2 separate regions of the Mus musculus genome follow, and region 2 is linked to region 1. A link is a contact called in public Hi-C data. All regions are on one chromosome and are shown on one strand. The core of a region is the stretch at or near the end of the contact, and the rest is flanking DNA. Distances in the headings are between cores, read along the strand shown. Region 1 holds the start of Creb5 (cAMP responsive element binding protein 5). Region 2 overlaps Creb5 (cAMP responsive element binding protein 5).

Region 1 (3,325 bases), core at 211-2,710:
GCAAAGCATTACGATTCCTAGCCAGTCTAGTCATGATCCTCTGGCAGACTACACAGTCAGGCTGTGATGCATTGGGATGAGAGGCACTATATAAATGTCAGATGTTACATAAATGTCAGGAGCCATTATTGTTTGTTAATGGGGGCTAAACTGTTCCTAAGCAAAGATCCAACTCCCAGCCAGCAAGCTCTTAGTTGAAGTTCTAACCAGTCAGCCATCAGAAAAGAATTAATATGCCTGATTCTACCAAGGAACCCAGGTGAGATCTGGGGTTAGACATGCGCTAGAGTGGTCCCTGATGATCAGGAGAGCTCCTAGCCTTCTGAGTCTGTCTGCCTCAGCTCAGCTGTGAAATAGAGATAATTACAACACACTCCCCGCTTTTCCTTATTCTGTCAAAGTCATATGAGGAAGAAGAAAATGGTGTGGCTTCAAGTGTTTGGCAAAGTGTGAGCTGTTGTTGGATGACAGTGGTCATTTCGAACAGGCTTTCAATGCTCCCCAAAGGGAGAGAGAGCTTCCAAAAGGAAATCTAGCCCTTGCCAGGGATGAGGAAGGTGAGAGCGGTGGCTTCTGGCCCATGCTGAAAAAGGTCAGTCCTCTTTTCCCTTTGCAGACCTGGCCCTAGATCCTGTATTCTAGCCCTGGCTCGACTGCTTCCCAGCCGGCGAGCTTGGGCCAGTAGCAGAGGCTCTGGAAGCAATGGCCAGGGCCCTTCCGGCGCTGACGCGGAGTCTAAATCCGGCTCATCATTTGGCTCTTGGCTGAGATTCGCCTTTCGCCTTTAGAGAGATTCTCTCACAGGTCAGCACATGCAAGGTGCGAGACCAGGGAAGGCTGTGTGTAGTCCTACTGAGTGTGCACAAGAAGTTATATGCCCTTGAGCGTGATGAGGAGAGGGGCGGCGAAATGGAGATACTAAGAAGCCAGCATGCAGAGAACGCTGCAATGAGGTCATGGCTGTCACAGGCAAAGGATCTGGGTATCTTCGGTGGCTGGGGTAGGGAAGTAGGAAGTGGCCTGCATTTGTAAGTGTAAATGTCTCTTTCTACCTCCTTCAGCATCCTTACCACCTCATGCACACACCCCAAACCTTACTTCTTTCTGACCCTACAGACACTTCTTGCAGAAGAGCTCGTGCCGGTGTCTCCTGCGTGGCTCTGTTTGAAACCTTCAGGATTGTTTCCAAGCTGACTCACACCACTAATGTCGGGGGGCCGTGTTACTCGGCGCTGGGCTGTGCAAGCTGTTGCTTGCGCGATCGCGGACGCCGCCGCAAGCACCCGGGTCCGCTCGAGGGGCGGGATTTGGGCGGGGCGGAGACCGGGCCCGCCCCCTCGGCGTGCGGGCCCCGCCCCTCTCTCCCTCCTTTTCCCCAACGGACCGCAATGATTTAGAAGTTCAGGAATCCCACGTGACGTCACCGGGGGGGTGATGTAATGCACTCTAAATAGAATGTATTGTAATCTTTGCTCAGTCCAACGTGGTCCCTTCACCCGGGCTCGGCTCTTGCCTTCTCCACACTTGTTTGGTAAGTTCCTAAAAATACGGCGCGGCCACTTCTGGGCCTTTTGCATTTAGCCACTTTCGCTGCACTTGCCGCGCGAGCCGACTCCGGAGCGTCCTTGTTTGCAGGGGTTGGTTCATCGCTGCAGCCGCGAGGTTACTTAGTCCAATGGGCAGGTCACAGGGCAAGGAGTAGAAAGGATGCGATGCATTTTTTCCCCCTTGATTTGTGTTTGTAAACACTTTGGCGGATCAGAAGGAAGTCCGGCCCCAATTGCTGGTGGACTGTGGAGTTGTGCTGTGTCCTGTAGTCACCCAGAGACCCCACGCCGTGTCCGTCCCGGAGCGCTTCTTGGTGATTGCTGCGCCGTGCGACTGGAGGGATGCTGAGTGGAGCCAGCGCCGTGTCCGACCCAGTGTGCGTGCGTGTATGGGAGCGCGCGTGAGTTTCCCTGACACGGGGAACAGTTATGAATCGGGGGTGTATGTTTGCCTCCAGAGCCCCGGCATGGTGTGGAACCCTTCTGAAGTGTGGTCAAGCGGCGGTGGTGGTGGCGGCGGCGGAGGCGGCAGTGGTAGCAGCAGCAGCAACAGACCAGGAACCTGGAGCCTCCTCGCATCCCGTTTCTCAGTGATGCAGCGGAACCCCGGGAGAAAGTTAGCAAACTTCCAACCGTTGCGGCAAAGTCGCCTGGTCACCTAGGGGCAGCCGAGCGAGTTCGCAGGGGGTTCTCCCTCTCCCGGGTGCCCAGCGGCCGCTGCCAGTTCTCGCGACCGGCCGCCGGCTGCAGCGGGAGGGTCGGTTGCCTTGGAGGGGGACTTGACTTTCGCTCCAGGCGCTCCAGCTCGAGAGTGCTCCGCAGCCCTCGCCTTCACTCCTGCAGCCGCCTCCCGCCTCCGTCCCCTTTGCGCTGGCACTCTTACTTCTTCCGGGCTGCTGCCCCAAATGACAGCTGGGGCCCGAGCCGCACTGCACCCAGGCGGTTCTCAGGACCGGGCGACAGAGTCTGCCTTTGAGCCAGATTCTTTATCGAACCGCTTAAACTTTTCACAAAGTTCTTAAAGGGTTGAGACAAGCAGACACCGCCCCCACTAAGCCACTTTAGAGGGACTATAGCCCGCTTTAATTTTTCATTTATTTTCTAGTCATAGATTTATTTCCAGGGAGTGTCTAGTAGAAAAAGCTCCAGCTTTCCCTGGACGAGTGCCGCCCCCACTTGATGCTGGTTCAACGCTGGGAACTAGAGTGGGCTACTTGTACATCGTTGTCAGTATCAGCAACGCTTGCTTGGTTTTTTATTTTTCCCTCTTCCTGACATGTGTCAAAGAATAAAGGCTGGCTACAGGTCCATTACGTCATTCTGCAGGCCAGTAAGTGTTTTATTAAGGGCTTCAGATATTCAAGGGTTTGGGGGCTCAGAATGCTGTCAAAGCAACTATGCCCCCATCCCCCGGGGCAATTGCGGGTTCTCTGGACACAGCTATTGCCCTCTCTTTCCCTACCCCTCTTCCTCCATCCCTCTCCCGCCCACCTCGTTATCACTCGGCCTGCCCCCGCCTTTTACAGTTTCCCCCAGGGGGAATGCTGTCCCAGGAGTGAGCTGAAGAGCTTCTGGTGCCTGAGCGAGCTCAGTACCTGATGAACGCTCAATCTGCCCTTTTCTATTATTTAAGAAAGGCACTATCCAGGCCCGTTTTTCCCACGCGAGAATGTTCAGCCTGGATAGAAAAATCCCTGGAAAGGTTTAGAAGCCTTATATGCTAATAGCTTGTGCCTGCAGTGACTTAGGAAAGCAATAAGCCACAGCTAAGAGCCCAG
Region 2 (3,058 bases), core at 332-2,831, 170 kb after region 1:
TTGGATGGGTCCAAAATTCAACAACTGGACTCCTTATGTGGAGGTGGAGGAACCGAATCACAGGGGAATGTATCATGTGACTACACAGACAGACACTGAGCTGGTACAGTTGAAGACCTTGGAATGCAGAGGACTATGGGGAGTATTCAAGGCTAGGGTTAAGGCACACACATGTTCTGCCTCAGAACTCCAGAAGAAAAAGCTGGGCAGCACCGCCATGTCAGACTTCTAGCCTCCCAAACCAAACACATTGCTGTTGTTTCTAAGGCATCCAGTCTGGTAATTTGTTATGTTAGCGAAGCTTCAGGAACTAATACGCATGCCTCCATGGCTTATGGAGCTGTCTACCTTGGCAAGAGAACTGTGGTAAAAGATCTACCACCCCACTCTCCTTTTATTGAGCTATAACAGATGTGGGGATAAAAGTATTAAGAGGAAAAATAAAAAGGCAAACTAAGAACCAGAACAAGACTATATTCTACAGAATGACTGTCCTGTAGCCAGGACCTCTTTGGTGACACACTCTGAGTTTCCATGGCTATGGAAGGGAATGAGGAGGCCTTTTCAAACCAGGAAGGGCCATTGTTGACATCTTCTCAGAGAAGAACTTAGTAGACTCCCAGCTTTCTCAGGACTAGGACTGCACATCCACACGGTGGAAGACAGTCCGCCCTGAGGTGAACAAGGGGGGTTCTTCAGCCGTGTGTTTTTTCAGCCACAGTGCTAACTGTTACATGCCTGTTCTTCAGCCACAAGTGCTAACAGTCGCACGCTGAAGAGCGTGCTTGTTGTGTCTTGAGCTATCTGCCCTATAATTTGCAAAGGAGGGAAGGTCAGTATCTCAAACAGGTTGGGCATTTTTGAACTGAGCCTTCTGGAAGTTTGCAGTAACCCTGTCATACAGTCTTGAATACTTCACTGCTTGGTCACAAGGGAGGCCATGAGAGATGGCTATGAAGGGCAGCCCAGGGTGGGCTTTGATTTTAATCTGCGTGTGCTTATGTTTGGTCAGGAAAGCCTGCATTTGTAGATGCATGTGTGTATAATTATGTTTTTTTTTTCCGAAAAGTACTGAATGGAATTGTAGAGGTTGGTTACACTGGGTCTTCCTCCTGTTCTCCTGCAGGCCGGGTGCGCAGTTAGAACTGCTGTACCCCACTCACGTCATCTTGAAAAGGGAAGAAAGGGGAGTAGCTTAAGTGGTGACACTGATTTTTTTTTTTTTTTTTGATCCTGTAGTTTCTTCTTGGCTCCTTTCAAAGTCTCCTTCTACCTCCTTCTAGGACTAGGTGATTTAAAGGGGAAAAATCATTGCATCTGTATGCTCCAAGCCATCTAATAGGCTGTAAGGTCCATAAAACACCAGCACACTAGCAGCAGGATTGTGTGGTAGGTGAATGGAACAGGAGACACTCCCCAGAGTGAGACCCTGAGTAGGGCTTAGTGTTAGGAACAAAGAGACACAGAGTTTGCAAGGCTGTCAATCACAGGGTGGGGATTTCAAGTTCCGGGTTCATGGCGTTCCTGACACTTGAAAACAAATGTTTGCAATCAGGGAAGTTACTTAACTTTTCCGTGGTATGTAAACAAATTGCTTTTCTTGTCTCAGCCTCCTTGTTTGTGGGCTCGTTTGAGCGTGCCTATCTTTAGGACTTTGCAGTTTTCGGATCCACATGATCCTTCCCTTAATAGGCTCATCAGATCATGATGTCACCTTGATTTCCATAATACTTTTAATGAGCCAGAAAATTGAAGTCATTCTCCTTGCCAAACCATTGACTCAGCTTGTGGTCCTCACCCTTTCTGGACAGAACTCTGCCTGGGTGTCTTCCAAACACATGTTCCTCTTGGAGTCCTGGTGCAAGACCCCTGGGCATATGTGATGCCTGCCCTTATCAGTGGATAAAGGAGGGGCAGATGTTGTTCCCCAGGTTAGCCAACAGCACTGGCAGGAATCCAGGGTGTTCTTTCAATTTTTCTAAAATAAAAACTAGAGGAATACAGTCATAGGAATAAGGGAACCTTCTGCAAGTTTCTTTACAATAGGGTAATTTTCCCTGCCAGCTCTCCAGACTCCCAGACACCCCGTATCCGCTGTGCTCTCTGACTGCAGTCTAGCACTGCACATTTGCCTGACGTATTCCCTCTTCCTGAGCCTTGTAATTCTCATAAGAAGTAGAGAATTATCGGAGGGAAGGAAAGGAAGGGACCAGGATAACTGTAATCACATTCACCATCGACCGTGTTCTTTTGGCATAGTAAAGAGAAGCAGGCACACACCATGAATTTCAGGTTTCAAAAATCATTTAAAAAATTCCAACCTAAATAGAAAACAAGCTCTAATTTAATAAGGCTCCGAAAAGTGGTTTGTAAGAAAGCGCCAGTAATAATCAAGTCCTGGCTGGCCGCAACAATTGGGAAAGAGTGGCACCTCCCAGCATGTCCTCGGGCCATGTGTGTCTGTCCCCCCACCCCCAAAACCACTCTTCGGTTTGGCACACTTTGTCACCTGGCAATTGCTGAGCTCCTGGGGCTACAGACTGGCATGCCCTGGCAGCACCCCACAGTCACCACTGATGGCAGAAAACCAGAGCTGAGGGGGAAAGGGTGGTCCAGCTCTGGCTCTGTGACCTGCCACGATAAGATGCATGTCATTGTAAGAGCTGGGTTGTTAAACCCTTAGCATCGGAGTAGTTTATTTATTTACCTATGCATGACTTCACTCCAGAGGGGGCACTTGGGGGAGGTTCAGAGAATGACAATCCAAGATTAAGAACAAAAAGAAACGTATAGGAGAGAGGAAATAAATGCGAGACTATAAACCATGGAGATGGTATTTATCACAATGGCTATATAATAAGAGAAAGGAGATTTCCCAAACTGTCAGTCTATCTGTTCTGGATGCCTTGTATAGGTTCACACATATGTTAAGGGAGAAGCAGTCCGTCTAGGGGATCAGTGTGGCCCTCTCATGGAGACACCCACCCCTCCCACTAATGCTATGACTCATCAGCCAGCACACTGTTTGATGAAAGTACAGCAGGATTCTTTGGAAGTT

The links. Hi-C and Micro-C count contacts between places; a contact is called where the count stands out from the background.
Region 2: a contact with region 1 is called in a Hi-C map of pro-B cells, with 2.9 times the contacts expected there. The contact joins the enhancer-like site here to the promoter of Creb5 in region 1. A contact is called at or near these places in 4 of 39 promoter capture datasets (cranial neural crest, frontonasal cranial neural crest, hematopoietic stem and progenitor cells and 1 more), 16 of 484 Hi-C or Micro-C datasets (the BV-2 cell line, ECoMG myeloid progenitors, bone marrow-derived macrophages and 10 more), 6 of 115 datasets of contacts at active chromatin or transcription factors (bone marrow-derived macrophages, craniofacial prominence, embryonic limb bud and 3 more) and 4 of 9 other capture datasets (adipose tissue, embryonic trunk, liver and 1 more).

What each region holds. Positions count from the first base shown.
Region 1 is chr6:53,285,843-53,289,167 of GRCm38.p6, forward strand. Creb5 (cAMP responsive element binding protein 5) reads left to right here and starts at 1,461. Exons shown (of 11, transcript NM_001327821.1): 1 at 1,461-1,531.
Region 2 is chr6:53,460,485-53,463,542 of GRCm38.p6, forward strand. All of the region lies in intron 5 of Creb5 (cAMP responsive element binding protein 5), which reads left to right. Among named protein-coding and RNA genes, the nearest start is that of Gm38815, 9.6 kb to the right of the region's middle. Within about 2 kb of position 1,582, at least 29 of the 459 cell types and tissues checked have an H3K27ac peak or open chromatin away from gene starts, as enhancers often do. A contact at or near this core is called in adipose tissue, fibro-adipogenic progenitors, hematopoietic stem and progenitor cells and 4 more, where this site is marked.